4 separate regions of the Mus musculus genome follow, and regions 1, 3 and 4 are each linked to region 2. Evidence: chromatin contacts called from public ChIA-PET, Hi-C and HiChIP or PLAC-seq data. All regions are on one chromosome and are shown on one strand. Each heading gives the region's core, a stretch centred on a gene start, on an enhancer-like site or on the middle of the called end of the contact. The rest is flanking DNA. Distances are from core to core; before and after follow the strand shown.

Region 1 (3,735 bases), core at 600-3,099, 210 kb before region 2:
TATTAAGAAAGAGTATGCGATGTTCCCGCACATGTTCACACTATAATGCATAAGTCACAGTAAGACTATCTACTTCCCTCACACACACACAGGACGGATGTGTGTGTGTGTGTGTGTGTGTGTGTGTGTGTCTGTGTGTGTGTGTTTGCATTCATAAGTCCCTGCAAAGTCAGATACGGACATTGAGTATTGTTCCTTGGGCACCATCTCCCTTGCTATGGGGGGAATCTCTTGCTATCCTAGAACTCTCAGTGTAGGCTAGGCTGACTAGCCAGTGGGTCCCAGGGCTCTTCCTGCTTCTGCCTCCATTGCAAGTACATGTCACCACCCCTGTGTGCCTAGGTCACACATGGGGCCTCATGCTCGCAAGGTAAGTGCTGTACTGACTGAGCCATCTCCCCAGCCCTTATTTCTTTATGGTAGAAACATTTGCTCTTTCTGGGGGTGTTTGAGGACACACAGTTTGAGAGCAAGAAAAGATCAAGCCAGAAGTGTGGGTGGCACATATACTTTCAGTCCCAGAACTCAGAAGGCAGAGACAGGAAGGTCTTTGTGAGTTCAAGTTCAAGGCCAGCTGGGGCTACAAGTGAGACCCTGTCCCCAAAAACAAAACAAAAACAAAAAACAACAAAAAAAAAAATCAGGCATAGTTGCTATTGCCTATAATCCCAACACTGAAGACTGAGGCAGGGCTGGGCGGTGGTGGTGCATGCCTTTAATCCCAGCACTCGGGAGGTAGAGGCAGGCGAATTTCTGAGTTTGAGGCCAGCCTGGTCTACAGAGTGAGTTCCAGGACAGCCAGGGCTACACAGAGAAACCCTGTCTTGAAAAAAAAAAACAAAAACAAAACAAACAAACAAACAAAAAAAAGACTGAGGCAGGAGAATTGTCACAAATTCAAGGGCAGCCTAGGCTATACAATGAGATCCTAACAAAGCAAAGGGCCAGGGGAATGGCTCAGTGAATAAGGTGCTTGCTTTGTAAGTATGAGGACCAGAACCTGGACCTTCAGAACCCAGGTAAACTAGGCAGGTGTGGGCACTCAGGAGGCAGTGATGGGGATATCTGGGGCAATCTGGCAAGTTAGACTAGATGGGATTGCCAAACTGAATTAAAGGAGAGACCATGCATCAAAAAAGTGGAGTGTTACTGAACAACCTCAGCCCTTCACATGTTCACACATATCATGTATCCACACACATGCATGTAGACGCATACATGCTCAGACAGATGGTCGTGCACCTGGAGAGATGGCTCGTACCACCAAGCTCGATGACTGAGTGTAATCTCCAGGACCCACGAATGGAAGAAGACTGACTCTCACAAGTTGTTCTCTGATCTTCTCACTCTCACTGCCGTTCACGGATGCTCATGCACATAAGCACACAAAAAATATTAGTGCGATAAAGTTAAGACAAAGGAAGTTCAGTGCAATTGGGAACACGAAGTTTGATCGTTTCAGGCTAGCCTTGGCAACATAATGAGACTGTTCCAAAAACAAAACAAAAACAAGCAAACCAGGAAAAGGTAACATTTTAAGAAGGCAGAGTCTTTGGCTAAATAGTGTGCTGGGGAGATTTAGAATGGCCATGAAGGAACCTTCTGGAACTCATTACCAGGGATCTTTCTGTGACTGGTGAAATAGTCAAATAGCTCATAGGTATTCTTGTGTGTGTTTCTCAAGGACAAGCCAGCCAGGTCCCTTCTGTGGCCCTGCACACCTACAGGTCCCATAAGTCACCCATCTGACAGGAAAGAGAAACTTAAGTGGCCAACTGTGGCTCATTTGCACTTGCTCTGTGGTTGGTTGCCACAGCTGGCTGCTCTAAGTGAAGAAGGCAGCAGTTCACGGTAAGCTATCAGCACGTGTGCACAGTGTTCTGCACCCTAGGACAGCTGCAGCGCCTGGGGGAAGCCAGGACAGTGGCAGAGCTGGGGGAACCACCAGGCAGTATCCACAACCCCTCCCCGCCCCCTGCCCAAAGCAACAACCTACAGTGGGGACTCGGTCTGAGCCAGGGCCTCAGTTTCTCCATCTGCAAAGGGGCAGTAAAGCCCTTGTCTTGAAGTCTAGCAGTAGAGTGCCCATGTCGTGGTACTGGTATACAGAATTTCAGAACAAGAATACAGAAATACAAATGAAACGATTGTTTCTGAATTAAAGTAGAAGAAAGCAAGCCAAGCCCTGCCCGACAGTCTCATCTGAAAAGAGAAGAAAGCTGGGGTGAATGTACTCTGCGTCTCCTATTTATTGCTATTCAGGTTGGGTTACAGGAAGGGAAACAAACACAAAACAGCCTTTGTCCTGCAGGTCACAATGTGTGTGGGTACTAGCTTGCAGTTAAAACAGTGTTTCGATGAGAGCTGAAATCTCTCTGGGACCCATTTAGAGCTGGCACTTTCCAAGCACTTGTGAGGAGACCTTTCTGGAGCACGTGTGAGCACAGGTCTCCAGGCCCAGACACGGGCATTCACTGTGAAGAGAAGCAGTGCAGGCTTGTCTTCCTCACCTCTACCTTTCAGAAAAAATGTTTAGGGTTGGTGTCACCATCTCCAGTCCAAAGAGGGGACTCCAAACCTAGTCCTTTCTGGTTCAAAAAGGTGTCTGACTGACAGCCTCAGCTCCAAGCCCTGGAGATGCTGATGTTAGCTGAACCAGTTGAGGCTGGCAGAGATACCTGCATTGGACTTTGAGAAGATGGGCTACAGTTACCAGGACCTAGAGATGTGAATGAGCCTCGTGATGAACACAAGTCTCTCCAAGGCAAGGACCGACTAAGTCCTCAGCTGCAGACCCCAAGCTGGGCCAGAGCTCACAGAGAAAGGAAAGGAAGCTATCAGGTAGAAGCAGACAGCCAAGCTTGTCTGAGCCTCCATCTCCACATCCACCAGGATCAGCAGCAGGAACTTTGCTAGCTTCATGTAAGGACCAAAAGCAACAAAGTGGGCCAGCATATATGAACAGGAGGTAGAGGACTGTGACTGTACAGGGTGCTTCCTTCCTGTCCAGGCTCTGTAGTGTCTGCTGGGTACAGGTCTTGGCCTCTCTCTGATTCATCTAATTCACACTATGGGGCTGTGGCAATAAAACTTAGTCCTAGTATGAGGACCCACGTTTAATCCCAGAACCTACATAAAAAGCCAGGAGTAGTGGTACCAGTATGGGGAAAGTAGAGAGAAGGGGGATGGGGTTTGCTGGCCTAATCTGTGAGCTCCAGGTTCAGAGAACCCTGTTTCAAAAACTAAGGTGAGGCGTGACTAGGGAAGACCTCAAATGTCTGGCCTACACACCCGTGTGTACACATACCATACAGACTAATTCACATTCCATAGATAGTTACTCCGTGCTGGGGGTGTGTCGGGAGCTCCCTGCCTCAGTCTCCTCATCAGTAGAGAGGCCATGGTATTGTTGCTTGCCTTACACAGGTGCATGGGAGAACGTAATACCTTTCCAGTTAGCAGATGGTGGCTTGCTGGTCACGGAGGCAAAGAGCAAGTACCTGTCAGGTGCGTTTCAAAACATTTTTCTCAGATGGGCCAAGCCTACTCAGTTCTCAGCTTCTCTGCCTCTGTGGCGGCATGTCCAGGATGCGCATGACTACTCTGCACCTTTTCCTCCATAACTGAAAATAACTTGTCCCCAGCAGGGTCGCAGTCTTGGGCACTGTGCCTACCAAGCCCACTGGAAGGTCAGACATTACTGGGTTTTGCTAGGTCATAAGCCTCCTCTTAGAA
Region 2 (4,135 bases), core at 548-3,047:
TGAAAAAAAAATCTCAAAATTGATTCTGCTGTTCTTTTTGCTCTGGCTGCTAGAAAGCTCTAAACCTACCACACAACCCAGTGTACATTAACCTGGGTATCAGCTGTGCTGGTTTGAAATTCTTTGCCTTTATTAGTTTTAACCACAGTTTCTTCCTTTCCCATTGATTTTGTCAGTAAATTACATCAAGTCCCTGTCAGGAAGTGGCAAGAGGGTAAGTCCACAGGTCACGGACACATTACAAGCTCCCAACCTGGGCACAGTTCACAAGTCTGGGTCAGGCCCCTTTTTACTGTCAGGTAGCCAGTGGTTAGGGAGTGTTTGTCCCTGGCCTTTAGCTGATAGTTGCCACATGCTGTCATGGTGACCCAAGATGTTTCTGAGTGACGCCTAGGAACCTCCAGAAGCAAAAGCCTGGGCCAGCTGAAGACAGGGGACTGACACAGCACTGCTGGCCCTGAGCAGGGAGCCTCCAGCTGAAGCCACAGCCAATGTCACTACACGGTGGCCCCTCCAGGTTTCTCGACCCAGAACTCTCCCTGTCCTGCCACTCACAGAAACCCCAGGCACCAGAAGGGAGCAACTAAAAGGACCCGGTATCCTTTGTGAGATAGAGCATCCTGGAGATGGACTGGGGAGCTAGCTGTGCCACCCTGAAAAGCAATTGGCTATCTATTCATCTTTGCAAAACAGCAAGACAATTTTATTTGGAACTAAGCAATAGTACAGATTAAAGAAAGATTGGTAACAGACCATGTCAGGGAGGATACTCAAGTGCTTGCTGTCATTTTAAATGGGTGAATTGTAGCTCAATAAAGCTATAGTGTTTTCTCTTTGCTAATAGGATAAGGAGGTGGAAGATGATCCCAGGGCACTGGCTGACCACAGGTGAGCCTTGACTTCTCTGTCTGTAGATGGGCATGAAGTGGTTCTTTGGTCTAGAAGATAGGGTTGGGGTGAGGAGTGTCCTGCCAGAGCCAGCCTGAGATGTCTGTGGAGCTGGGGGTCCAGCTTCTGCGTGTGTCCTCTCTGCTTCCCCTTTCTTTGCCTGAATTCCGCCAAGGCTGGTTTCAGGAAGGAGGCAACCCCGAAGTCAGAACCCTAACCACCTTGTCCTAGAAAGGACACTAAAGCCTTTCCTGTGTCTGAGCGCCAGGCCCTGATTCATGCTCCAGACCTGAATGTGGCCTGCCATTTCTGGTATTAAGACAACAGGCATTGTGAGGCATACCTGTAACCCTAGCACTCAGAAGACCGATTCAGAAGGTGGCTGTGAGTTTGAGGGATGGGCTAGAGTGAGATCAGCCAGGGCTACCCAGCAAAATCTTGTCTCTAAAAACTACCTATCTGATTAGATAAATAGATGAATAAATGAATGAATGAACGAATGAATGAATGAACGAATGAATGAACGAAAGATGGCAAGTGGTCCTCCAAGTCTATTTCCACTGCTACTGTTGGCTTTGAGGATCTTAGGGAATACCACTAATGACTGCCACTAATCCTGCATGGTAATCCAGGCTGGCGGGGCTGTGTGGTAGGAACCCACAAAGAGGCGAGTGTGCAAGAAGCTGTGGTCATACAATGGCCCTTCAGAAGCTGGTCCCCGGGGAAAGCAGAGGATCTCAATCAACAAGGCCAAAGAAAGAAATGTCTGTCTCCAGTCAGGCCCCACCCCCACAGGCTCAGGGCCAAGAATGCAGCCAACATCTATTAAGTTTCTAAAATTATGCCTAGGCTGGGGCTGGGCACATCTGAGGATTGGAATAGGAAGTGGTAGATGAGTGGGCAGGCAGGAAACTTGCAACCCGGCCCCTCCAGCATCAGGTGAGTGCCTAGTTCCGGGTAGCAGGCAGGGAACGCCCACCTACAGATGTTACAGAAAACTAAAAGCCCTCTGTGGATGGTCATCCCAGAGAAGTTAACTCTGTCACTGCCCTCTCAGGTCATTGCAGCTTTCCACAGAACAGAGAAGGCATGGGAGGATGTCCTCTAGCTGCCCAATTGAAGGAAGATTTGAAAGAGAAAACAGTGTCAAAACCAGTGAGTGCAGGCAGGGTCACTCTGTCAGGTTGTACAGGTTGTAGATGGCAGGACTGAAAGGGGACACTTTTCTTGATAACACCCTTATCCAAGTGCCCAAACCTTCTGTCCCTCACTGAATCTAAGGTGGCAGCAAGCAGGTTCAGGGAGGTCCTCAGGATGCAGGGCAGTCTATTTCTTGGCATGTTGTGCAGTTCCGTTTGTTGCTGCTGCTGGTGCTGGTGTGTATGTAATCATTTTTTCCTGTGGTTAAGGTTTTAGGGTGCATACATGTTATTAGACGCGTTCTCACGACCGGCCAGGAAGAACACCACAGACCAAAATCTTCTGCGGCAAAACTTTATTGCTTACATCTTCAGGAGCAGGAGTGCAAGAAGCAAGAGAGCAAGAAGCAAGAGAGCAAGAAGCAAGAGAGAGAGAAAAACGAAACCCCGTCCCTCTTAAGGAGCATTCTCCTTCGCCTCGGACGTGTCACTCCCTGATTGGCTGCAGCCCATCGGCCGAGTTGACGTCACGGGGAAGGCAGAGCACAAGTAGTCATAAGATACCCTTGGCACATGCGCAGATTATTTGTTTACCACTTAGAACACAGCTGTCAGCGCCATCTTGTAACGGCGAATGTGGGCGCGGCTCCCAACACATACAGAGCAAAGGTGCTTCACTTCTGAGCGCCATCACACCTGTTCTCATTTGTTCCCCTCCCTCGCTGAGCCCACCCCTCCACCAAGTCCCTTTCTTCTTCCACACAGTGTCCCCTCTACAATCCATCACCCTGCCACCCCCTTTCCTTGAGAGCTCTTTCCTCTTTTTTCCCTTTTCCCAGCCAGCAAACACACATGTATAAGTAGAGACATAAGTGCACACATATAGATAGGCATACATGTACACATTTATGATAGGGATATGTGCAAACATGTCGATACACATGCACACATGTAGAGAAAAATATACATGCACATATATAGACATATACACACCCATATACAGAGAGGCATACGTGCTCACATATAAATAGACATGCACATATATTTAGATATAGATAGAGACATACATGCATACTTGCTTTGTAGATCAGGCTGGCCTCAAGCTCACAAAGATCTGCTTGCCTCTGCCTCCTAAATGCTGGGATTAAAGGGATGTGCCACTACCGCCCAGCTTCACCAAGTCTTCTTTTCAGGAATTCACTGAAACATCTTATGAAAACTCACACCAGTGTCTTCCTTCAGAGAACCCAGGCTCCAGCTGTGGCTACCACATAAGGGTTTTTAATACAAGAAAAATAAAGTAATTAAGTCTGAAAAAATAGATAGGTGCACTAATGTCCCTTTAATGAGATAAGGTGATTTGCCTCCCCAGAACCCCGGCCTCCTGGTAGTTTCTTACAATGTGACCACATCCACCTGTGTGAGTGCCCACGCTTTCTGAATTACTCAGGGAAGTGTAACCTCTCTTCTTTCTGTCTCTTCTCTAGGCATGCCTTCCTAATACTTTGGGCTTCCTCACTGTAAGGGTTAGCTTTGTCAGCTTGACCCAAATCAGGGTCATCTGGTAAAGGGAACCTCAGCTGACCAAATGGTTCCATTAGCCTGGCCTGTGGCCAAGTCTGTGAGGCATTTTCTTCATTAGTGACGGATGTGGGAGGGGAGGGCCCAGCCCACTGTGGGTGATACAGGTGGGCCTGGGTGCTGTAAGGAAGCAGCCTGAGCAAGCTGTGAAGCAAGCCAGTGTCCCCTGTAGCTTCTGCTCCCATTCCTGTCCCCGGGTTCCTGTCTAGAGCTCCTACTCGACTCCCCTTGGTGACCTGACATCTGTAAGATGAAATAAACTCTAAGTTCTTTGCCTACATTGCCTTTGGTTTGTGTTTCATCACAGCAATAGGATGCTCCCCTCCCTGACATGTGACTGCCCTTTGTGCCTTTTAACTCCAGCAGGAAGACCGGTGGTCCCCTTCTCCTCCCTGTTCTCCACCTTCCAGCAGCTGCAGAGGTTTGTAGCTCACCTGCCCTCTAATAAAGTTGTCCTCCAGCTTCCGTCTAATATTTTATTTCCACTCTTATATTTTTTTACTAATGAGACTAAGAACCCAAAAGCA
Region 3 (4,190 bases), core at 1,610-4,109, 230 kb before region 2:
GCCTCCTCCCTCCACCCCCAAGCTCTTGCTGTGGGGATCTGCATGGTACCACAGTACTCACCAGGTCTCTGCCCTTCGCCCTGCTAGACTGAAAAGCAGCATGGGGAGAACCTTATTCATTCACACAGCAGGTTTGGTCCTCCATGCTCTCTCCTCACCTCCCTGAAGGACTGGCCATGCTGGGATGGAGAACCACAGCCATTCTAACGCTCCAGAGAAAGCCCAGACAGTGTCAGTGTGCCCAGAGCAGCCACTTCCTCTGAACGTGATCATTAAGCATTAGGAAAGCCACTAGAAGCATGTCCCAGGCTGCAGGAGTCACAGAACTCATGAAGATGGTGTGGGATGTGGGCCCCTGATGACCAGCAAGCTCCAGGCGTCTGTCTCAGAGCCAGTGCTGGGTCCTTTCTAGTGCCCTGCTTGTGTCTTGGAACAGCCCTTCCAGCTGGGCTCCTAACAGCACCATTGCTTCAGAGGCCCAGAGGCAAAGGGAATTGCCCAAGCCACCAGCAGCACCCAGGCCCCTGCCACCACAGACCACAAAGCAGCTTTCTGGCTCCAAAAAAGTACACAAGGCAGAGTGGGGAGAGGAGGGAAAAGTCAAGCCAGCATGGCCCATCATCCCTCTGAAATGCTTGATGGCTTGCAGAACCACCACTCCTTCCAAAAACTCGGGGAGCCCTGGCCTCTCTGCCCCACCCTCTTCCTGGAAGTAGTTGTGGTCAGAGAAGCAAAGAAGTTTCCTCTCTGTCATCCATTTCAAATTGATGCAGGATGGACAGTTAAAAGGCCCACCTCTCCAGTCCAGGAATGGTCTGTCGTCAATTACCCGTCTCTCAGTTTTCTCCTCTGTATACTGGGGGCAACACAGTACTCAGTGTCAGGGGCTGTCCCTGTAGGATCCCATCACAGAAATACCAGAGACCAGGCACGGATACTCAGGAGCGGCCATCTTCCCAGTCATAAACCACAACTAGCCTGGAAGTTTGGTCCCCATCACTGTGGGTGGAGATGTATATGATGTCCGACCCTCCCCCCTCCCCCCAGCATCCCGAAGACTTCAAGAAAAGTCAGTCTGTATACCCCACTCCCAACCCAGGACGTTTGGCCAAAGCATACGCTCTAGGAATCTTTGTTTCTTTTAAAAAAAAACTTTCATAATAAAGTTTATTACCTAAACTGGCTGTAAAAATATAAAATAGGATATTCTGCACAGCAGAAAAATGAAGCCAGAGACCCTCCCCGACCCCTGGTTTGTGCAAAGATACTGGGAATATGTAAACATGGAGAGGTAGGAGTGGAATTCAGGTCCTGGCCCCAGACACAAGCTGCTACAACCAGGGGGGACCCGGAGGGAGCACCAGGAGGGGAGCACCCCCACCCCTGAGAGGTGGGATGAGGTCTCCAGCCAGAAGTGGGAGGCATCTCACCCTCCACAACCACTCCCTCCGACCCAGGCGGGGAGGGCTCCCACGTGGTTCCAGAAAAATAATAATAATTAATAATAAGAAATAATAAGGCGCCCCCACTTAATGCTGCGGCACAGCGGCAGCCGGTCAGATCTGGAAGGGGAAGGAACTCAGGTAGTCACGGAGTACCGGGTTAAGAGGGATGCGCGCCAGGTTCTCGCGACCCACGGCGGCCACGATGCGCTGGCGACACAGCTCCTGCAGCGGCCGCACGCGGCGCTGGCGCAGCGGGGCCCCCAACATGCGGCGCGGCGCCGCCACGTAGTGCTCCAGCAGCTCGAAAAGGCAGTCGAAGGTCTCGCGGCTGCCGTCCAAGTGGAAGCGGCCGGCCTGGAAGTGCACGCGGATGCTCGTGGGGCCCGAAGCCATCTTCACGCTGAGCGCGAAGAAGCAGTTCCGTTGGCGACTGTCGCGCACCAAGAAGGTGCCCACGGGCTCGGCACGCAGCCGCTCGTGCGCCCCGTGCACGCTCAGGGGTCCCCAATAGAAGCCGCAGGCGTCCAGGAGCGCGCTGGTCCGCGTGATGCGCCGGTAATCGGAGTGGGAGCGGAAGGTGCGGAAGTGAGTGTCGCCAGGGGCTGGGGCTGGGACCGCCGGGCAGGGCCGGGGACGCACGGGGGCCGCTGGCGAGGACGAAGACGAGGACGAGGAGGGCTCTGACCGCCGTCGGGGCTCTGCTGCCGGGGAGATCGCATTGTCGGCTGCCACCTGGTTGCGTGCTACCATCCTACTCGAGGGGCCAGCTGGAGGGGTGGGCCATAGCGTCCGGGGCTGCGCTGATGGGGGAGACAGAGGCAGTGAGCCGGGCGTCCGGGTGGCACAGGCCGGCCAACAGACCCCAAGGAGCGAGAGCGGCACGCAGAATCCGCCCGGAGCTTGAGCCTCGGTGGGCTCATCTGCGAAGTAGGCCGTTCCTGTATGCGGAACCCTTCCAGACTGGCGGTGGAGCCCTGCCTCCCCGCGCGCGTGGAGAAGGGGGCGTGGAGAGGGGCCCGACTCCCGGCCGTCCCCGCTGGTGGCTAGTCGCCTCGCGGCTGCCGCCTACTGGCCACGCCGGGGACTGGAACCCGGGCGGAGGATCAGGGCTCAGGGCCGGAGAGGAGGGGCTGACGGCGCCCCGCTCGAGCGAGGGGCCTCCTGGGGGAGCCGGGGCGGGGGTGGGGGGGCGCCAGAGGCGTGGCATCCTCGACCCTGCCATACAGTCTGCGAGGTTAGTCCTGCCGGGCTCTGCTCCCATCACCTCCCATCCCCTCCCGCCTGCTCCCTCGCAGCTGCCTTGGCTCACCTGGCGGCAGGACGCGGGGAGCCGCGGCTGGGGGCTCCGGGGCGGCTGTCGCGCATGCTCCGGGGCTGGGAGCCGTGCCGCTGCCACGGCCGCAGTTCTCTCTGCTGCTGCCCGCCCCTGCATCAGGCTCTTAAACCAGGCAGGCCCCGCCCACAGGTCCAGCCCACCCCCGCTTTCGGTTTCTCTTTCCGGCAAGTCTTTCGGGTTCTCTCTAGACTCCTGAGGCTCTCCCTGGAGACGGTTCCTCTAACTTGGTTTCGCCTCGCACCTTCCCACATTGGGACCTCTGGGGTTCCGGCTCCAACCGGAATCTTGTGTTCCGTGCCTGGGGTGCTTAGGACTTGGTGCCCGCTCTTTTGCTCTACCTTCGCCCCAAATCGCAGCCCGCCGTGTGGGATGCTAGCGCGGGGCTGACACGCCTCCTCCCCTCCGGGTGTCTGCATTCTTCTGGTTAGGGCTCCGCCTCGCCTGGACCCTGTGCTCCCCAAGCAGCTCCTCCCTGCCAGGGTCCTTCCTGCCCAGGACCCGAAGGCCTTGGCAATCTCGACCCTTCTTGGAACCCGGCTAGCTAGTCCTAGAGACCTGTGGGGCCGCCGCCCTCCTCCAGAGCCGCGTGCGGGCCCCTCCCGTTGGCCATTCGGCCTGGCCTTGGCTTGGGCTTCCCAGGAAGCGGTGGCCTGACCGCAGAGGCTTCAAAGGAAGCCTAAGGCGGTGCGGGAGGGGCGCCCCCGCTCCCGGCCTAGTTCCTCGGAAACCGGGCGGGGTTGGGCTGGGTTCCCAGGGGCCTGGACTCACTCTCTGCACTCTTACTACGTGGGCAGCCGGAGAAACTGAGGCCCCGGGCGGGGCTGTGATTCCAAAAAAAGCTGTAATCCCCAAACTTTTGGTCAAGACTCCAGCAAGCATCTGCCTGTACAAGGGGCCCCGAGCACACCTTGGCTTAGGATCCAGGCAGTCAGACCTATCATTAGGACACTGTGTGGTTTCGTGATTCAGTTTGTCCTGAAAGGCCAGGAGTGGGTGCCTGGCTGACGATGTTTATGAATGAAGGCGGATGAGGTTCGCGTGCAGGCTTCCCTGTGCTCACAGTGACGCACACTGCCCTCTACAGGTTTCTCTGTTAGCTGTCAGGCGGCTCCTCTGAAGCTCTGAGGCCAAGTCCTGGTCTCCCCAGACAGAGCACAGAGCGCCATATTTCATCCTAAGCACAACCAAACTTATCTTGTGGTGCTTGAATTTGTGTGGCTGTGGTTGTGGTGCAGCCATGGTCAGTCTAACCCTTGGTGGGCGATAAAGGCTGGGTTTGTAGCACTGCCTCCCTCTAGCGCGTCTCAGCCTAGACTGGCCTTCAGGTCTTTCTGGTCTGGCAAGCATCACGGATGCTTGTTTGCAGTGCTGGGGACTAAACACAGGGCCTTGTACCAGCCTATTTTAGT
Region 4 (3,995 bases), core at 73-2,572, 130 kb before region 2:
CCCAGCCACGCACTGCTTGGGGTGGGGAAGGAGAGACACACCCAGAAAGAAAAAGGAACTGTGTGTGGATCAGTGTTTCCTGCATCTTCAGAACCACAATGCTAAGCATGAGCAGGGAGTGGGGCAGATTGTGAGCAGCAGAGGGTAGAGAGCCCATGAGCTCTGCAGACATGCAGTGCGCCTCTGAACTGTTTCCTATGAGGTAAGAATGCCAGCTCCCATTGTATCCATCCCTCCTTTTCTGTCCCCCTGTGTAGCCCAGGCTATCCTATAACTCACCACAGTTACTCCCTAGTGCTATGACTCCGCAGGTTTCCTATGCATGTCTAAAGCCATCCCCACCAGCTCCTCCCTGGGTAAGGGACCTTTCCTTCCTGCCTAGCTGCCATTCCCCCTTGCTATCACCTGCAGGCCTATTACAGCACTGCAGCTATGGAAACCTGACATTTCCTGGGAGGAAGGTGCTTGTAGCATAGTGCCGTCTGTGTGGGCTGACAATCCCGGCACACGAAAAGTGTTCTTCCCCGTGCCATTCCTGCAGAGCCTGTCTGTCCCAGTTCAGGGCCTTCTGTAGTTCTCAGACTCATTCCACCCCAGGCTTTTAGCATGGAGTGCTCTTTTCCCAGACTGCTTGTCATATAGGATAAGGTCAAATGTCACCTCCTCGGTGATACTACCTGACCTCCTAATCATTCATATATAGAACTTATATGGGTTTTTTTGTCATCTGCCTCCACTGGATTATATGTTCAGTGGCAGTCAGGGCTCACCCATTCTGTTTTATGCTATATCCCAGCTTCTGGAGCGGTACCTAGGGTCTAGGAGATGATTAGTCGATTATGGAGGTGAGACATACAGCTGAGTGTCTCTTCCAGCCATTTTTCCCCCTTCTGAGCCTACCCCAGAAGCAAAGCCTCAAATGAAGTTCTCTTCTTCCTAGAAAGACATACACACCTGGGGGGTGAGATCTGTTGCATCTGGATGACATTGGCAAGGCTGTCCTTAGCAGCTAGCAGGCTGGTGCTCACATGGAAACAGTGCTCCCCCACCTCTAGGGCAAAGCTGATTTTGGTCTCATCCTTGGAGCACCGGAGCTGGTGTAGGGGCGATGCCTTCGTCAGCCAAGTAGCAGCTGGCTCCAGGCTCTGCCTCCCAGAGCCCCAGACCCAAAGGGCACACAGACCCTGGGGTGAAGAAACTGTTGAAATGAGGGTCTTGAGTCAGATAGGGTCAGCCTGGTGTTACCTAGGGCCAGCCTGGTACTACCTGCCCTGTGGCCAGAGACTGGCAACATACCTCATGGCTCAAGGCAAGGATCTAGTTGTGATACCACTTATGACCACAGAGGGCAGTGCTACACAGGACAATGCTGGGGTGATAGATCAGGCTCCAGGACAGCTCTCCTAGCCATGGGTTGAGTTATTGACAGCTAGATCTTTGATCTCCTGAGCCTAGGGCATTTGATCTTACAGATAAGGATGCTTGCTTTATTAATTGACTGGTTTGAAAACTGTACTGAAGTGATGTGCCATCTTATGGGCTGGCAGAGTGACTGTCAGTATAGATTCCAGACTCCCATAGAAGAACCATAAAGACTTAGGGAAAGGAACAAGAATTGGTGCTCATACTTTGGGGTCCACAGTTTCCTTATTCCACCCCACTGAGTCTACCTGGATTATAAAATTAAGTTTATTATCACGAGTAAAAACTAAACAAGAGGACTGGAGAGGACACTCAGTTAAGAGCACTGGCTGCCCATCTGGAGGACGTGGGTTTGAGTCCCAGCACCCACTTAGCGGCTCAAATCTGTCAGTTTTTTGAGTCCCTGGAAAGACAATGTTCTCTCTGGCCTCTGAAGACACCAGGCATTCACATGGTACCCAGATATACACTGTAGGCAAAACACCCAAACACACAAAATAATAAAGTAAGAACTAAATGATTTTAAAATGCTGCTTCCAACAAGCTCAGAGGCCCTGTCAGCATGTTTAAGCTAATTCTCATCCAGTACAAACAATCAAAAAATGCAAACAATGATGCTCTGCAGACTGACTGCCTTGACATGCCAGGGGAGCACACATGAGGACTTTTAAAGAAAGTTAGTGAGAAAAGACGAAAGGGAAAGATCCAGGCAGTGGGCAAAGCACTAAGCAGGTATGATTGTAGAATACAGGCTCTGAGGTTAGATCTGTGGACTTAATCATGACTCCCCAGCCTACTAGCCAGCACACAAACAACTCGGAGTCTTTGCCCAGTTTCATTATTTTTAAAAAATAAGAATACTAAATACAATAGAGCTAAATGAGCTGTGACATAAGGGATGAAGAGTGCACCCCTGTATTCTGAGCACTCAAAAAAGGAAGTTCTAACCTGGGCTACAGAAGACCATGTATCTAAGAAACTAAACATCCCAGCTTTTGGGATTACACAGTGTTATATAAAAATCCTTGTTTTACAAAACGCTCGAGGTCTTTAGGAGCAGGGACAGAGCCTTGTTAGCTCAGTTACATGGAAATGTGTGGTCTGCCTTGGCCGATCACCACTTCCTTGCTGTTGATTGAGACAGGGTCTCATGTAGCCCAGGCTGGCCTGAAATGAGCTATGTAGCTAAGGCTGGTGTTGGCCTTCTGATCCTCTTGTTTCTACCTCCTAGTGTAGGGTTATAGATATGCATAGCTTATGGGGGGCTGGGGCTGGAGCCCAAGGCCTTATCCACATTAGGCATCCCACCTGCTGAGCCTCATCCTTGGCCCAACAGAGACCTTTCCTGTGTGCTGAGACCATCTAAGAGACACTTGAGAACAAACTAAAGTGGTCTTTGACTACGGTGCTCCCACCAGGGAAAGGGCTGTAGACAGCAGGCACTCTGTAAACAAAGGCAGGCCAGGACACAAGAAGGAGGACATTGGAACCAAGCCTGACAGCTGGTTGGGAAATGCAGTGGCCAGGGATTGGGGTAGGGGTGTATGGCTCAGTAGTAGAGAGCTTGGCTAGCATTCATGAGGCCATGGGCCAGGCCTAAGAACAGGCAGAGGGACAGTGGGCAAGGGAAGGGGAGGATGGGGAGGAGGGGCAGAGGTAGGGAGGGTGGGAACAGGAAGTGGGGAAGTACTGGCCAGTTGGCACGCCTCATCACTCACTGGCTTTACCAAGCAACTACTCTGTATTGGTCCCTGTGCCAAGGGCTGGCTGGCATCCCCTGTAGGAGCTCCTTCTTTGGGGACTAGGGACAGACAAGGAGGTGAACAGTAACAATGCAGAGGCTGCTTTCAGTCATAGCCCAACAAGCCACCCTGTCGACCCAGGCTTCCCTGTAATGGCTCCAGGGTGGGGTGGGGAGTGGAGTTTGCTCTGCTCAAAGGGCTGGGGCAGCTGCTGCAGCTGCTGGGACATGCCAGGTTGGGGAGCCAGGTGGAGTATCAGGTAACAGGCACCAGAGCCGGCAGACCTCCCAGCTCCCCAGGGTCCCCTGGGTCCCTCTGAAATGTACACATAGGGATGTTTGGGAAAGCCAGAGGGGGAACCAGGGTTTTAGAATGGATGTCTCTGGAGTGCACTGCAGGCCTTTGACAGACTTGGAGGTGCTGACACCGCCTAGGCTGCACTGTCTGGAACCTTAGGAGCTGGGGGTGCTGGGGTGGTTACCTTGGCCGTGGAAGGGGCTGATCCAGGACAGCAGCCCAGAATGGAGGGGAGGCGGCACCAGCCCCACGGCAGCAGCTCTGTGCTGGAGCCGGCATGAGCATGTCCAGTTCAGCGCTAACCCGCTAGCCTGAGGTGAGAGGGTCAGAGAGTCCCCAGTGTGAGTGGTCTACCCAAGTGTGGGCTTCTGTCACCAGGGGACCGGGTCACAGGTCCCACTCGTGCAGCTTCTGTCTAGCTCTGGCACACCTCCCTCTTAACCTCAGCTTCCCTAAAAGGGCTAAACATGGCTCTGGACTGTGTATCTTCCAAGAGCCCACATTCTTGGGTTTGTATAGCAGGAGCCCTCGGGG

The links. HiChIP or PLAC-seq counts read pairs in DNA pulled down with a chosen protein or histone mark. A called contact is a pair of places that touch in the nucleus more often than the background predicts. ChIA-PET counts read pairs in DNA pulled down with a chosen protein or histone mark.
Region 1: an RNA polymerase II ChIA-PET map of memory CD8 T cells shows a contact between it and region 2, with 6 read pairs. The contact joins two enhancer-like sites. A contact is called at or near these places in 1 of 115 datasets of contacts at active chromatin or transcription factors (memory CD8 T cells) and 2 of 9 other capture datasets (adipose tissue and liver).
Region 3: a CTCF HiChIP or PLAC-seq map of the NIH/3T3 cell line shows a contact between it and region 2, with 8 read pairs. The contact joins the promoter of Socs1 here to the enhancer-like site in region 2. A contact is called at or near these places in 2 of 39 promoter capture datasets (the 3T3-L1 cell line and neural stem cells), 1 of 15 datasets of contacts at CTCF or cohesin (the NIH/3T3 cell line), 8 of 484 Hi-C or Micro-C datasets (the Ba/F3 cell line, the N1E-115 cell line, bone marrow-derived macrophages and 5 more), 3 of 115 datasets of contacts at active chromatin or transcription factors (large pre-B cells, memory CD8 T cells and pancreatic cancer cells) and 2 of 9 other capture datasets (adipose tissue and liver).
Region 4: a Hi-C map of bone marrow-derived macrophages shows a contact between it and region 2, with 42 read pairs. The contact joins two enhancer-like sites. A contact is called at or near these places in 1 of 39 promoter capture datasets (neural stem cells), 3 of 15 datasets of contacts at CTCF or cohesin (CD8 T cells, the NIH/3T3 cell line and hippocampal excitatory neurons), 39 of 484 Hi-C or Micro-C datasets (B cells, CD4 single positive thymocytes, DN3 thymocytes and 29 more), 26 of 115 datasets of contacts at active chromatin or transcription factors (CD4 single positive thymocytes, the HPC-7 cell line, the NIH/3T3 cell line and 20 more) and 1 of 9 other capture datasets (liver).

Annotation. Positions count from the first base shown.
Region 1 is chr16:10,804,477-10,808,211 of GRCm38.p6, forward strand. No RefSeq gene overlaps it. Among named protein-coding and RNA genes, the nearest start is that of Prm1, 9.5 kb to the left of the region's middle. Within about 2 kb of position 1,850, at least 42 of the 459 cell types and tissues checked have an H3K27ac peak or open chromatin away from gene starts, as enhancers often do. A contact at or near this core is called in memory CD8 T cells, where this site is marked.
Region 2 is chr16:11,011,109-11,015,243 of GRCm38.p6, forward strand. It overlaps Gm4262 (predicted gene 4262), which reads left to right. Exons shown (of 3, transcript NR_040518.1): 2 at 845-888; 3 at 2,298-4,076. Among named protein-coding and RNA genes, the nearest start is that of Gm4262, 4.3 kb to the left of the region's middle. Within about 2 kb of position 1,798, at least 148 of the 459 cell types and tissues checked have an H3K27ac peak or open chromatin away from gene starts, as enhancers often do. A contact at or near this core is called in the N1E-115 cell line, the NIH/3T3 cell line, adipose tissue and 7 more, where this site is marked.
Region 3 is chr16:10,782,677-10,786,866 of GRCm38.p6, forward strand. It overlaps Socs1 (suppressor of cytokine signaling 1), which reads right to left and starts at 2,860. Exons shown (of 2, transcript NM_009896.2): 1 at 2,755-2,860; 2 at 1,132-2,245. The coding sequence starts at 2,195. The coding sequence ends at 1,557.
Region 4 is chr16:10,878,354-10,882,348 of GRCm38.p6, forward strand. No RefSeq gene overlaps it. Among named protein-coding and RNA genes, the nearest start is that of Gm21859, 34 kb to the right of the region's middle. Within about 2 kb of position 1,323, at least 77 of the 459 cell types and tissues checked have an H3K27ac peak or open chromatin away from gene starts, as enhancers often do. A contact at or near this core is called in bone marrow, bone marrow-derived macrophages and centroblasts, where this site is marked.